Linked DNA regions of Zea mays: all the other regions are linked to region 1. Evidence: chromatin contacts called from public Hi-C data. All regions are on one chromosome and are shown on one strand. The core of a region is the stretch at or near the end of the contact, and the rest is flanking DNA. Distances in the headings are between cores, read along the strand shown.

The links. Hi-C and Micro-C count contacts between places; a contact is called where the count stands out from the background.
Region 2: a contact with region 1 is called in a Hi-C map of leaf, with 5 times the contacts expected there. The contact joins the enhancer-like site here to the promoter of LOC100284264 in region 1. A contact is called at or near these places in 2 of 25 Hi-C or Micro-C datasets (leaf and tassel) and 1 of 3 datasets of contacts at active chromatin or transcription factors (leaf).
Region 3: a Hi-C map of leaf shows a contact between it and region 1, with 6 times the contacts expected there. The contact joins the promoter of LOC100277939 here to the promoter of LOC100284264 in region 1. A contact is called at or near these places in 3 of 25 Hi-C or Micro-C datasets (ear, leaf and tassel).

What each region holds. Positions count from the first base shown.
Region 1 is chr3:31,191,992-31,197,049 of Zm-B73-REFERENCE-NAM-5.0, reverse strand. LOC100284264 reads left to right here and starts at 2,184. Exons shown (of 3, transcript NM_001291675.1): 1 at 2,184-2,710. The coding sequence starts at 2,337.
Region 2 is chr3:31,435,132-31,440,189 of Zm-B73-REFERENCE-NAM-5.0, reverse strand. No RefSeq gene overlaps it. Among protein-coding and RNA genes, the nearest start is that of LOC100282026, 40 kb to the left of the region's middle. Within about 2 kb of position 2,364, at least 18 of the 20 cell types and tissues checked have an H3K27ac peak or open chromatin away from gene starts, as enhancers often do. A contact at or near this core is called in leaf and tassel, where this site is marked.
Region 3 is chr3:31,044,697-31,049,754 of Zm-B73-REFERENCE-NAM-5.0, reverse strand. LOC100277939 reads right to left here and starts at 2,900. Exons shown (of 1, transcript NM_001151379.2): 1 at 1,697-2,900. The coding sequence starts at 2,845. The coding sequence ends at 1,895.

The DNA of each region.
Region 1 (5,058 bases), core at 935-3,434:
CGGGCCCCAACGGGGTCATCACCGTCGGCCCCACGTACAAACACGCGTTCGAATGCGACGTGGAGTGCGTGGAGTACGCCGAGGCCCTCGCCGAGTCCGAGGCCCTCATCGCCGACCTGGAACAAAACGCAACCGAGAAAGGCTGGTCCCCTTGCAAAAAAGTGCGACGAAAGCCTCCAAGCGAGTGCTAACACTCCCTTCGAGGCTCGGGGGCTACTGTCGGGGACCATAATTAGGGGTACCCTCATTGCTCCTAATTCTCAGCTGGTAACCCCTATCAGCATAAAGCTGCAAAGGCCTGATGGGTGCGATTAAGTCAGGGATCGGTCCATTCGAGGGACACGATCACGCCTCGCCCAAGCCTAGCCTCGGACAAGGGCAACTGACCCCGGAGGATCTCCGCCTCGCCCGAGGCCCCCCTCCAGCGGCTAACGTATTTCCGGCTCGCCCGAGGCCTTGTCTTCGCCAAGAAGCAACCCTGACCAAATCGCCGTGCCGACCGACCAAATCGCAGGAGCATTTAATGCAAAGGCAGCCTGACGCCTTTATCCTGACGCGCGCCCTTCAGCCGACGGAGCCGAAGTGACCGCCGTCGCTTCGCCGCTCCACTGACCGGCCTGACAGAAAGACAGCGCCGCCTGCGCCGCTCCGACTGCGGTGCCACTTGACAGAGTGAGGCTGACAGGCAGTCAGGCCCGGCCGCAGGCACCATAGGAAGCTCCGCTTCGCCCGACCCAGGGCTCGGATTCGGGCTAAGTCCCGGAAGACGACGAACTCTGCTCCGCCCGACCCAAGGCTCGGACTCGGGCTAAGTCCTGGAAGACGACGAACTCCGCTCCGCCCGACCCAGGGCTCGGACTTGGGCTCAGCCCCAGAAGACGACGAACTCCGCTCCGCCCGACCCCAGGGCTCGGACTCCGCCCTGACCTCGGCCGACGGTCTCCGCCTCGCCCGACCCAGGGGCTCGGACTCGACCTCGGCCACGGAAGACAGACTCGACCTCGGCTTCGGAGGAGCTTCCACCTCGCCCAACCTAGGGCGCAGACCAGCCACGTCAACAGGAGGCGCCATCATCACCCTACCCCAAGCTGACTCGGGCCACGAGGAACAAGACCGGCGTCCCATCTGGCTCGCTCCGCCAGATAGGCAATGATGGCGCCCCGCATACTCCGTGACGACAGCGGCTCTCAGCCCCCTTACAGAAGCAAGAGGACGTCAGCAAGGACTCAACAGCTCCGACAGCTGTCCCTCCGCCAGGCTCCAGCGCTCCTCCGACGGCCACGACATCACACCAGCTGGGTGCCAAAATCTCTCCGGCTGCCACAACGACATGTACTTAGGGCGCTAGCTCTCCTCCGCTAGACACGTAGCACTCTGCTACACCCCCCATTGTACACCTGGATCCTGTCCTTACGCCTATAAAAGGAAGGACCAGGGCCCTTTTAGAGGGGGTTGGCCGCGCGGGGACGAGGACGAGACAGGCGCTCGCGTGAGGCCGCTCGCTCCCTCTCCCGTGTGGACGCTTGTAACCCCTACTGCAAGCGCACCCGATCTGGGCGCGGGACGAACACGAAGGCCGCGGGATTTCCACCTCTCTCACGCCCATCTCCGGCCACCTCACTCCCCCTTCGCGCTCGGCCTCGCGTCGACCCATCTGGGCTGGGGCACGCGGCGACATTTCACTCGTTGGCTTAGGGACCCCGGTCTCGAAACGCCGACAATGATTTACTTTAAACTGTGATATTTTTGAAGTTTTGGATACTAAGATCTAGACCTCAGTTTTCCTTGGTTTCTTTCGTCGCCAGCCCCTACCACGATGGTCCGGCCACCCACCGTTCGCTCCTCCCGCATTAAATACTGCATTTCTAAACTTTGGAACCAAATAAGCACCGGTTTTAATAAAAACTGTGAAAAACATAGTATTTTAAAACTATACTATTTGTGTCATAACAATTTTAAACATATTTAAAAACCATGGCTTTAAAAGACTTTGGTCCAACATGCCCTAAACGGGGATCCATAGAGACGGGAATGAGAATAAATTTGTCCCATTAAATTAAACGGTGCTGAAACGGGGAATGGATTTGGAAAGAATCCTGAATCAGTGCAGAAAGAATCCTGAATGGACGAACGACGGTATATGCCCATGGCAACGGTGACGCGATGCCCGTCCCGTTCCCATCCTTGAGAACCGAGCGGACGCCGAGCTGCAAGTAACTGCACCGACTTTCAACCGGAAGAGCCGAGCCGAACCAAAGTCGCCTCTTCTTCTCCAACCTCCCCTCGCCTCTTGACTAGGCCAGGGTTCCATCCCAACCCCGCCGCCATCCGATCCGATGGAGGGCGGCGACTCGTCCGGCGCCGGCGCCGGCTCCGGTGGCGCCGTGGCGGCGGCGGCCAAGTGGCGGAGCGACGCGTCGCGGTCGTTCCAGTACTACCTGGACCGCTCCACGCCTCACGCCACTGGGCGGTGGCTCGGCACGCTCGCCGCCGCGGCAATCTACGCGCTGCGGGTCTACATGGCGCAGGGCTTCTACATCGTCACCTACGGGCTTGGGATCTACCTCCTCAACCTCCTCATCGGTTTCCTCTCCCCCATGGTCGACCCCGAGCTCGACCCCTCCGCCGCCGCCGAGGGGCCGGCGCTGCCCACCCGGGGGTCTGACGAGTTCAAGCCCTTCATCAGGCGTCTCCCCGAGTTCAAGTTCTGGTCAGATCTCTTGTCCTCGCCCCCAGATCTGCATCTCCACCTCGCCAGATCCGTCTGGCCTTCTTACTATCTCTGGTCAGCTGGATTGATTCGCTCCGGTGTTGTGCTTGTATGTATTTACGTACTGGAAGGGGGCGATCGGATCGGTCTCGCTAGTTTAGTTCTTGCCGTCATGTCGTATTTATAGCTAGGTACTAGTACTCCTAATCCAGGCAAAATTAAGTCAATTTGCATCTCGCAAACCGGTTACGAGTCTGCCTCAACTTTCGAGGCATTGTTGCTCAGCTACTTCTGACCCCTCCCCGCAGTAAGTCTTATATTTTTGCACATAAGTCAACTGACTATGGCAAGCTGATGCTCTTGTAGTTTTGTCAATGTATCCATCATCAATAGAAACATGACAGTCGTGCAGTTCATTCTGTTTTGATTGATCATAAGCTAGCTAGTGAAAACTCTCAGCTGGTAGACTACCTGTCAAACTAGGTACATGTAAAATTTTGCCATCTTTACAGATGGCGCTAAATCACCAGTTGTTGTCTTTCCATATGTCTCTTTAGCAAGAAAATAAAATGCCTGCACAATCACAAACATGCGTTAAATTTCTGTCCGGAAGCTTGCGTGTCACCTGATTAAGGTTGTCTAATTCCAAGTCAGCGTGCCATGGAATTAGGTACAAGTCATTGCTAATATGTGTGGATTAATGCTGAACTCTTGATTTATGTATCCGCCAGCAACCCAACCAAGCTGTGTAACCTGTCAGTTATCTCCCAAACCACAGCCAAATCCCTGAATGAACCCACTCAAGGCATGTTGTGTCCTTCCAGGTGCACCATATATGTTTCGGGATTCCAGTGGATGATATGGGAAAATAAGCTCATCCAATGGTGTAGTACCACAAGAAAAAGATAGATATTGGGGCTTTCTTCCTTGAAAGTTGAAATTAGAATTAGTCTGAACTCTCAAGTGCCTTCATATTTCATTTTGATTGAAATATATGTATTTTTAATGGTGTCTCTCTGAATTTGTCCAACTTTTTGAAAAGTTTTGGTTATTCTTGCAGAATCACTCACATTCTTTTCTCGTTAATAATATATCTGGCTCATCATTATTGGTGAGCTGATCAGTGCATAATATAGTTTTAGTTCCTCCAATTGGAAGCCATACAATATAGCTGGTCAGAGTACAGATCACACACATTCAAAAATCCATAATTTCATTGCCTTGTTACCACCTTAGCTGTCTGATCCTTTGTCTATGCACTACCTATGTGCTTGTTGTAGTGGGTTTTAAGTTATGTTTTGTGACATTTCTTTGCAATATCATTTTCTGGGGGTGGTTCTGTGGAGGTCTCTATAGCTAAGCACGCATGGGATGGACTTACTGATGTCACAGCTAAAAACATGACTTGCATCATAACCCGACATAGTTTGTATCATTTATATTTCTGTGAGCTCTTCAGGTAAAATTCATTTTATCCCAAGTTTGACGTGGTCCCACTCATAGTTTTCAGATCGCCTGATCGAAGCCACTGGGCAATCAGACGATTAGTCGCGATTAGGCGTCGATCAGGGCGATTAGTCACCCCTGATCGACCTTAATCGTCCCCCTGGTCGTCCTGTGTATTCCAGGACATATATATATATATATATATATATATATATATATATATAGTCATATATAACACTATATATAGATATATAATTATATAGTATAGAGGCTTGTAGCAGTATAAATACTTAAATAGTCCATAACAAGCAAAAGCTGCACAACATCCATACCTTCAGAAGAGCTGCTCATCTTCGGTTGGACTGCTCACCTTCTACGGAGACTTTTATCTTAAGAAATACGAAGAACACAAGGCTGCTGCTGTAGGTATATCAGTGTGTCGCGAAAAGTGCAGACCTTGTGTTCTACTACGAAGACTGCTCAGCTGCTGTTTTTCGCGACTAAAATGGCGAAGAAGGCTGCTGCTGCTCAGCTGCTGTTTTAAGACTAAAATGGCTTTTGGCCTCCCAGACAGCATTTAAAGGACTGGCTGACTGCTCACGTCTACCCAGGCTGTATCTGAAGGGATTGGGCGTCCTTTGGCCTCCCCCAGACAACATTTAAGCCTAAAATGGCTTTTGGACTATTAGGCTTATCGGCTGATCGCCCAACACGGCGATTAATCGCTATAAATCGTGATTAGGCGGACGATAAGGACGATCAGCTACCCTGATCGAATCGTTACCCCTTATCGAGCACTAACAACCGATCAGACCGACTAATCGTGACTAATCGCGATTAGTCCGACGATATGTAATCAGAGGTCCCACTTTGGTGGAAGGGTTCAGGTAGCCAGATACTTT
Region 2 (5,058 bases), core at 1,115-3,614, 240 kb before region 1:
CACTCGAGCCAGCAGCATCTTCCGAGTTAACCATCTGTCTCATCTTTTCTTTCGCAGTCAAAGCTTCATACACTTCAGCCACGGTTAGAGTATCACGACTGTATAGGATGGTATCTCGAAAATTGCTAAACGATGCAGGGAGGGAACACAGGAGAAGAAGAGCTAGGTCTTCATCATCAAACTTTACCTCCATAGACGTCAGATCGACCACGATCTCCTTAAACACCGATATGTGCGTCAGAACGGAGCTTCCTTCCTGCAACTTGTGGGAGAACAACTTCATTTTGACATGCATCTTGCTGGTCAGATCCTTTGACATACAGATCGACTCCAGCTTCAACCAGAGAGCAGTGACAATTTTCTCCGCTAGAACCTCCTGCAGAATATTGTTAAACAGATGAAGGTGAATATGTGCGAGCGCCTTACGATCCTTGCGCCTCTCCTCATCAGTCCACGTCCTGGCATCCTTGTTGCCAAATCCATCTAGGGCATCATCCAGGTCGCGATCAGATTGCGAGAGAATTGCCCGCATCTTCACCTGCCACAGCGAGAAACGCGTGTCGAGATCCAGCAGCGGAAGATCGTACTTCATTGTCGTCGACATCTGTGCGCCGGCAGGAAACCCTAGCACACCGATCACCAAACAACCAAAGCTCCGATACCACTTGTTATAAATGAATGCGACACAAATAGGATCAATCACAGAGAAGACACAGATTTAATGTGGAAAACCCCTCTAAAGTGAAGGGGAAAAAATCACGGGCGCCGGCCGGCAACTTCTCACTATTTTCGGGTGGTTATAGATCGCAGGAGATTTACAATTGAGAGATAGTTATCTACTGCAGCTTACAAAGATATTTATAGAGGTGAAACCCTAAAACGATCCGTACCGCGGGGGGGCTCCGCTTCGCTCGCCAACTTAGCCGCCTTCTTCAGAATTTGGATCACAAACTCAACATTAGTCATAGCTATATTCAATACTAACGGGACTAAAGATCCTTCAACATGTTACTTTTTAAAAAAAACATCTTATCCATTGATGTTTATATTGTGTAGATGGGGGTAAAAATGCTATGCACGATAGTTCTTAGGTTCGAGCTGTAGGGGTGGAAGGCATTTTTTTGCCTCGGGTCCCACGAGTCACAGGGATGAAATACATTATTTTGTTTAACCTCATATGACCTATAGTCTTGGATTCGTACTTTCGATTACTAAAGCAGGTTTCTAAAGGAGTCCCATGGTTGTGAACTGTGGTGACGTAAGGTGAAGACACAAGATGGTACAGATGCCACTAACCCAGTGTGACAAGGGCATCTCCGGACTCAGGTGAGCAAGAACGATCGACAAACTAATGGCTCTACACGTTAACCTAACGGATCACACACTTAACGGATTAGAATAGTTGTATAGATAGTTGACTCTAGTGCAGACACTTAACGGATTAGAATAGTTGTATAGATAGTTGACTCTAGTGCAGGTAGGGAGATTGTTCATAGTATATTCCATGAAAACTCTAATGGTCATTTAGGGTAAAAATTATTATTATGGGTCATATATATATATATATATATATATATATATATATATATATATATATATATATATATATATACTTTTTTTTTCTGTCGTGTGATGCTAGTCATATGTTTCATCCTCGTACATGTAAATACTATAGAGATACTTATACTGCTGATCGGTAAAAGAGCATGGGTGAATATATTGTTGCTGGTGGTACGCGAAAACATATGACTGATTCACCGTATCATTTTGTTTTTTCATTGGGTTGCGTTTCTACAATTTTTTCACTTATAAGTTATTTTGGCTGAATATGTTAAATATTATGATACAGCGTGACATGGAGAAATTAATGAGGGCCGAGGGAGCAGGTCACGAGAAGAGAGGTTGAGGTCTAGAGCCGATTTCTTCTCTCTCATGATGTAGCTGTCTGTTCTGCACTGCATCCGCACGGCACCACTGTGGCGTGTGGATGATGACAATAGTTGGAGGAGACGGCGGCGTGGTGGTCAGATTTGCGGGCGGAATGAAGGTGCGCCAGTGCGGTTGGGACCGTAAGCGTGCGGCGGTTTCCGGTAGGACTTGTTTAGTTACGCCAATCAATCCATAAACTGAACAAGCTCTTAGCAGTTAGCAGACACCCCGACCCGCCGGGCGCCGGCACCTGCACAGTGCTACTAGAGTGTCCCGCGGGGCGGTGGGCAGGGCTATGCCGCAAAAGGTTAAGCTCGTTTGGCATCGGGATGCCCCAAAATGGTCGCAACTTGACACACGGGGTCCGCCTGACCGGGAATCGTGGGATCCATGTTCTCCAATGACGAGACGACAGCTTAGCCCCCAGCCAAGCACATGGCCCCGCGCCGCGCTCTAGTGCCGCTGCCGCGGGACAGTGACGAGTAACCAGACGGACCCACCACACCACACCCAGCGAGCCAGAATCTCAGATAGTACGATTAGATACTCTGTGCCTGTGCGCACTCCCCTACGTCCGGTCTACTTCATTCATGCTAGTCTCTCTGGTGGATATCGATAGCCTCCTGCTAGTCTGTTCCCGTATCCTTTGGTGTGCAGTTGAATGGTCGTCAGAGTTTACTTGGTGCTGCTGCAAATGGCCAGCCCCAGCATGCATGTGGTATACAAACAAACAAACCGTCCGCTTGACAATCGTTTTGAGGCACGCAGCAACCTTTCCTTTCCTTTCCGCCCCTAAATCCTACCTACTCCTCGATAGCCATTTCAAAAATAGTATCCGACGTGCGAAACGGCTACTACTAGCTAATAATTGGGATCGGTGGTGTAGCGGCGGGCGCACATGACATATGATTGGTTACCCGCATTATTCCATTTTGAATTATCACGTGCGTTAACTTTAGTTGAACGTGAGGTATAGCTGTACATTTGGGCCAAGCCTGATGAGCTGGCCCGAAACATGAAAAAAGCATGGCCCAGGTACGGCACGCACGGCCCGATATATCGGGCCGGGTTTAGGCCGATGTCGCGGCCCATGGGCGGGCACGAGCACGACCCGTTTAAGGCAGACACGAAATGACCCATATAGAGGCACGAAAAGGCCTATATATTTATTAAAATCACACTTCATTCTGCACTTTCATGTACTTGATAAAGAACACAAAGTTAGAGATAATGTTAGTTAGATGTTTTTTATAGCTTTGAATTAGAGTATGTGATGTAATTTTATTTTTGTTATGAACATTAGATAATAAACTGAACTTACGAACTTTATATAGAGCTGATTATACTCTTTTTCTTTCTAACAAAATGATTTGTAAACGATGTAGTCATTGCATAGCTCTAGTAACTTAATACAAATATTAAGTTTGTTTTTGGTCAAATTTATTTGTCTTATCTTTTATTTGTTTTATTAAATTTGTTTTGAATTTCGGGCTCTGATGTGAATTGCGGGCCAACAACTGAATTTCGAGCCAAAAATAGAATTTCGGGCCCTAATGTGAATTTTGGGATTTTATAATTTCGGGCCGCCCGAAATGAGCCCGGCACGTTTGAGCAATTACGGGTCGGGCCGTGGGCCGGCCGGCACGGCCCGAAATTCAAACGGGTCGGTCTGACCCGAAATTCAAATAATACGGTCCTTTTCAGGCTTGGGCCAGGCCGGGTGGCCCGAATGTACGCCTATAGCGTGAGAAACGGTGGCTGAATTAGTGGATGTAAAATAAATTATTATAAAGTTATTTATCTATATCTGCACCAGAAATGACCGTATGATCAGACAGAGTCGTTTGAGACTGGATGTGGGGGCGCAGTAACGCGCATAATGATGGTGACCTGTTCCAAATACGACGAGCGGTAGGCAGCAGGGCGCCCAGGCGCATTGCATGGCTCATGGCGGGCTGCAGCAAGCGTGCAGGCACAGTCAGGCAGGCAGGCAAAACAATCAGAGCAAGATGCGCGGTGACAGGGAGTGAGATGGACCGGACGGACCCAGGGCCCACGTATCGGCCGATCAAATCAGCTGCTGCGGCCAGTCAGTTGAGCAGGTGAGCGCTTTGTATCACGTACTAGTAAAATTACTGTCTAGTACATGTCATCATGTATTATACCGCTCAACGTATTATACCGGCCTGCTGGATATGCAGAAAATCGAACTCAAAGCCTGGCATAAGCCGCACTTAGAGTCATCGGTCAATCACAGCACCCTCGCATGTACTTGGACCCCATCTCCAGCCACACCAGGACTGTTCGCGCACCTTGTCACCTTGCGCGTAACTACGCCAACGCTCGCACGTCTTGGTGTGTGGGGTTGGTGGCAAAAGTGGGTCTTAATGATGGATGGGTTGGATGGATTCGACAAATAAAACATGTGTTGGGGAACACCATTTTTTTTGGTACACTGCTCCAATTTCTAAAGGACAAGTAAGACAATGGTAAGTCATGTGACAAAGGAAACATTTAGAGCTCCCAGCATGAAAATGAATGTAAATTTATTTAAAATAAAACATATATATAGTATCTGTTGAGCATTATATTTGGCACCTAGACACGGTCGGCGGTTCAGTCCTATAGTTTGGACGGTCCGCGCCCTCGCGACCAGATGAGCGCGAGCGAGATTATTTATCTCATGCGTGGTTATCCTAACCTATCCGTGCGGATATGATGGATTCAGATCTCCTCCCCTATAAATATAAATGGGTACGATCGATTGAGAAATCTCGAACATATTTCAATCGAACAAATCTATTACTTTCTTATCAGTCATTTATCATTCATGCTCTAGGAGTAGAGGTAACGTAGTTTTAGTTGTAGCTTAACGCATATCCACATCCACCCCTATTCGACTCTATGTCGTCTAGATCCGTTTTGGGCAGAGTGAAATCAAATATCCTAGGTTACTTATAGTGGAGCACCTAGGTTCCTGCGAGGAGGAAGACGACCATGCACCATCGTGGACCGTCTAGCCCATGACACAGACCATCTGGAGCAACGCAGGAAGGACCTGCTCCTTCTGTGAGGTAGCGAACCGTCCAGTCTAGAGTCGTGGACCATCTGCGCCGTCATAGAGGGCGC
Region 3 (5,058 bases), core at 1,651-4,150, 150 kb after region 1:
CACCAACTCCAAATACGACTAGTCCACAGTTGCAAGCTGCATGGCGAGACTATTTGGGTTAGGAGAGGTAATAATGTTATGTATCTCTTGCTCCAAAAGAAACCTCCTGAAAGAAATGATTAATAAGATTCAACCACCCTCCACCTAACATTTAGTTCTTCCATCTTCATTCCAAATACCACACAATGACACAATAGAATGAGACATTAGCATAGAAGGAATCTATTGAAAAAACCAGCCACTCGCTCTTCTTCACTGTTTTTCATCTGCAAAGATACTTTTGTACCCTGAGCAACCTCAGTGATCACTATAACTCAAAACAAAAGTAACAGTATAAATTATACCATGTGTCAAATAAATAAAGGAAAACTGTGCAAATAGAAAACTCGTAAGTGTCTTTGCAAGGGATCGGTTATGTCAAAGCCAATCTCTGGTAGTCTGTCCGCTGCAATTTCCTATCAGAACAATTACAGCCTATGCATTTCTGCTCAATCAAGTTGGTCATATATATGTTTGTTCAAAAAAAAAACAAAAACAGCGCACAGGCACTACTGCACTAGGAAGAGCAAGCATCACCACCTTGCATAGTGGCATAGTGCTAGGCACACTTCTCTCAGTTTTGTCTATTGATATCTCTATTTTTTACGTATGTTTTTCTACCTTTCGTGCATTAATAAGCCAAATGTACGAAGGCCTAGGCACTAGGCGGCACCCGGTTACCCACTCAGCGCTTCTTAAATGCTCCTGCATATAGTTGGACACAGATTAGATCAATAGCAATGCAAACATGTAGATACTATCAAATTTCGAATTGACAGATGAAGCCATGAAGGTTTCAGCAATCAGAAGCCAAAAGCACAATTCCACTAAACATTCAAACGTTCGTGAGTTACCATGGTTAAGAATGCAAGCAACAGTCTTGGTATAAATTATTTCAGTTAGACAGTTACAACAAACAAACGCCATTACCCGATAAGAAAATTCAAAGTTGAATGACAGGTGAGATTATTTTACAACATAATCTAAATACAATGTGTTCATACTGAAATATCATTTGAGATTGTCAGCATGTGATTGGTGCAAAGGAAAAACACACAAGACCACTCACATATTCTATATTCTGTGAATCATACACCATCATGGATAGCACAAATTTGCCAATCTTTGAAAGATAACACAACCGAAGTAACCATATATTAATGAATACTCCCTCCGTTCTTTTTTATTTGTCGCGGTTTAGTTCAAAAATAAACTAGCGGACAACAAATATTTGAGAACGAAGGTAATATATGCCAAGGCAGCAACGATGAGAGTTGTCTTTACGCTTCAACTAGAACTTTCAAGAATTTTATGCACAACATAAGGTGCCCAATGGACGACAGAGCAAATTTACAGCAAGTTAATGCTGCAAAACAATAGCTTCTGTTGTGAGCCTTTCAGTTCACATCGCTAGTCTAATTGGTACAAAGCATAATAGTTCCAACTTCCAAATATGAGATCAACAGTCAATTAAAACCCACAAAACTGCTTCAATGTTAACAGTCAATGAAAACATAAAGAACTGTTTCAGCGTGGGCGTGCTGCGTTATCAATAAAATGTTAAATTTCGTGTGTATAATTTGCTGTGCCCTGTTTTCTCTTAGGTACAATTGACAATTCTAATGACAGGATATAACATGAAATCCAGAGCATTTGAAGTAACAATTCAATATCATTGCTTGGGCCTCATGGCCATAACATATAAATTGGATGTTTTACAGAACAAAACTGTGGAGTCTGGCGTAGTAGCCAAAAGAACACAGCCATAGTAGTAATCAAATTCAAGCCCAAAATACAACATCAGGAACCTCACCAGTCACAAACTCCCATACATCTCCAATGAGTAAGGATTCTCCTAACTAATCCCCAGATGCTTCTTTTGCTTCTTATTTATATGTTCTACCTGCTCTGGAGCATTGTCATAATTGTCACCTCTATCCCTCTTCTTTTTCCTCTTCTTCTCTCGGTCTAGATCACCATCAGTGATTTTCTTCTCCTTCACAACCTCAGTGCATTCCTCTTGTTTATGCTTCTTTTTCTTCCTTTCCCTCTCAGTTATGGCAACTCTTTGTTCTGCTGCACTGTCATTGACAATTTTCTCTTCCACCTCATTCACATTCTCCTCCAGTTTCACATGATCCTTCTCTTTTTTCTTCTTGCTCTTCTTTTCACTCACCAGCTCTTCTTCCACCACAAAACTAGGCTCCTGCTTCACATCGACGATGATTTCCTTATTCGGACGACTCTTCTTCTTACTCTTCTCAGTGGCAATTTCTGGTGAAGGGAGAATGTGGGAGTTAGGCTCCTGCTTCACATCGACGATGATTTCCTTATTCGGATGATTCTTCTTCCTCTTCTCAGTGGCAATTTCTGGTGAAGGGGGGATGTGCGAGTTAGCACGGGCAACCGCTCTATCCTCCAGTGGATCCCCATTCTTCTTCTTATTGCCCTTCTTACCGGAGGCAACATCTAGCTTCGCCTCAGCGGCAGAATCGCGGTTGGAATCATCAGCGGCAATCGCCATGTCCCCTTTGCTCTCCTGATCTTCGTGATTTCTATTGCCCTTCACCGGATCATCATAGTAGTGGGCATCGGAGTTGGCGGCACCCTGCTTGTGGCTGCCGCCGAGTTCCTTGCGGAAGCGGCTGAGCTGTGTTGTGGCGTCGGCGGCGTTGCGGAGGTAGTTACAGCAGTCGGAGGAGGGTAGGTGGGAGGCGGCAGACTCGGTGAAGCGTTTGAGGAAGAGGGCGGCCTTGTGGAGGGGACAGGGCTGGGAGGAGACGACGCCGCCGGTGATAGCCCTCATCGCGCCGCCCCCGGCGAGACGAGTGTGGGGAGTTGGGGTTAGGGTTTTTTAGGACGAGGAGAATTCGGCAGGCCGCGCCTCCTTTCTGCTCGGCTGCTGCTGATCAGGATTTAGAAGACTCTGGACTGGACTTGGGCGTGCCGAACTGGCCCATGAGTCAGCCGCAGAGATCACACTTTACATTGAACTATACGTGTACATTCTCGGCCCGAGCCCAAAAAAACCCGGTTTGAATTTTGGTTCAACACAACTCGTGATTATTTTGGGTTATATCGTGGCCGGTCCATTGATTCAGATATCGGGCTATGTGATTGTTTAAATATGTCGAACTTATTTCGGACGACCTAAAATTCATTTTCTGTCTCAAAAAAATTACATTAAGCCCGAAATTCACACAAGTTTAATAAAAAAATACCAGATAAGATAAACAAATTTGACCAAAAGAAAACTTAATGTTTCTATTAAGTTACTAAAGTTGTGCAATGACTACCTCGTTAAAAAACCCTTTGTTAGAAAAGAAAAAGAGTATAACCAGCTCCAGATAGAGTTCGTAAGTTTAGTTCATTGTCTAATGTTCATAACAAAAGTAAAATTACGTCATATTCTCTAATTCAAAGCTGCAAAAAACATCTAACAAATATCATATTTAGCGTTGCCTTCTTTATCAAATACATGAAAGTGTGGAATAAAGTGTGGTTTTAATGAATATATTGGCATTTTCGTGCCTCTATATGATGGACCATTTCGTGTCTATCTGAAACGGGTTGTGCCTACCCGTGGGCTGGGCCGACCGACACTAAAATATTTTGCATGTGTCATGCCCAGGTCATACTTTTTCGTGCTTCGGTCCAAATGTACAGCTATACATTGAACCCAACAAATGTTAGGCTCCTCTGAAAATAGCTCCAATCTAAATCATTGGCTTCTCTAGAGGAGCCAGAGCCGTTTTGCAATTTATTTGGCAAAATAGATTCTTTTGTGTTTCTTTTGAATGGTGTATGAGAAAAATGTAGGAGCCAGTAGAAGCCAGGTTTTTGTGCTCTAGCTCCCAACAAGAAAATGACTCCATCTCTTGCAGGGCTCTCGACGAGAAGCCTTTTTTGTGATCGTTTGGCAGGGCTTCACAATGAGCCGAGGCCGAAGCCACCCAAAAAGCTATGCCAAAGAGGTCCTTAATATTTGCATTGGCCCAACATTTAGGTATGTAAAAAACCAATCTACCTCCCTAAACTACTTCTTAGCAGTGTTCTAAATAGCCGACTAATAGCAGCAATTTAGTTGGCTATAGCGTTTGGAGAGGTCCGGATCTAAGAGATACATTGTTTAGCGCTAATCGAAATTAGCCGCTAATATATTTATTTACATACTAAAAATATAACATTAGATGGATTTAGCCCTACTAAACATGTTAGCCTTTACTTGGATGAACCTATAAGGAAAATGGAACCTGACCCATTTTACTAAATGATTTTGGTGTTTAATGAACAACATAACCAGTGAACTAATGTGTTTCAAGTGTTTGTGTTTTGTAGTTCAAAGGATGCGAAGTGTATTGGACGTAGGCTCTTAGGATGCAACACCTCAAAAAAAGAGATAAAAGACCACTAGAAGACTTACAAATACTCAGCATAAGTCCAAGACACAAGACCAAAAGAGCCCAAGAAAACAAGATAGAAGATTCAAGAAGTGGGCTATCAGCTGGCACACCGGACCGTGTGTGCAGAGAGTTCTGCAATTGGCTCTCGGACAGCTGGCGCATCGGACCGGTCTGGTGGCGCACCGAACCGTGGTCCAACGACTATATGATGTGGCGGGCACCGGACCGTGCGGGTAGCACACCAGATCGTCTATAGTGGCAACAGGTGCAACATCTAGCTAACGTGCAAGCTTGGACTGGACGGTCCAGTGGCACACCAGACCTGACCGATGCCACGTAGACAGAAAATCTACATAATTTCTTCAATGGCTAGAATTGAGTGGGCACTATAAATACCCAAGCAACATACCAACACATGTGATACACATCTCCAAGTGCTCAAACAATCAAGTGCATAATAGAATCACTCGGTGATTAGTGTAGGTGCTTTTACGAAGTGCTTAGGTTAGTTAGACCGCTTATGCGCTTGATCTATGTTGTGCCTAGTTAGTTGAGTGAGTTTAGAAAACCCACAAAACCCCTCCGATCTTGCGTGAGTCGTTGTAATTGTACCGAG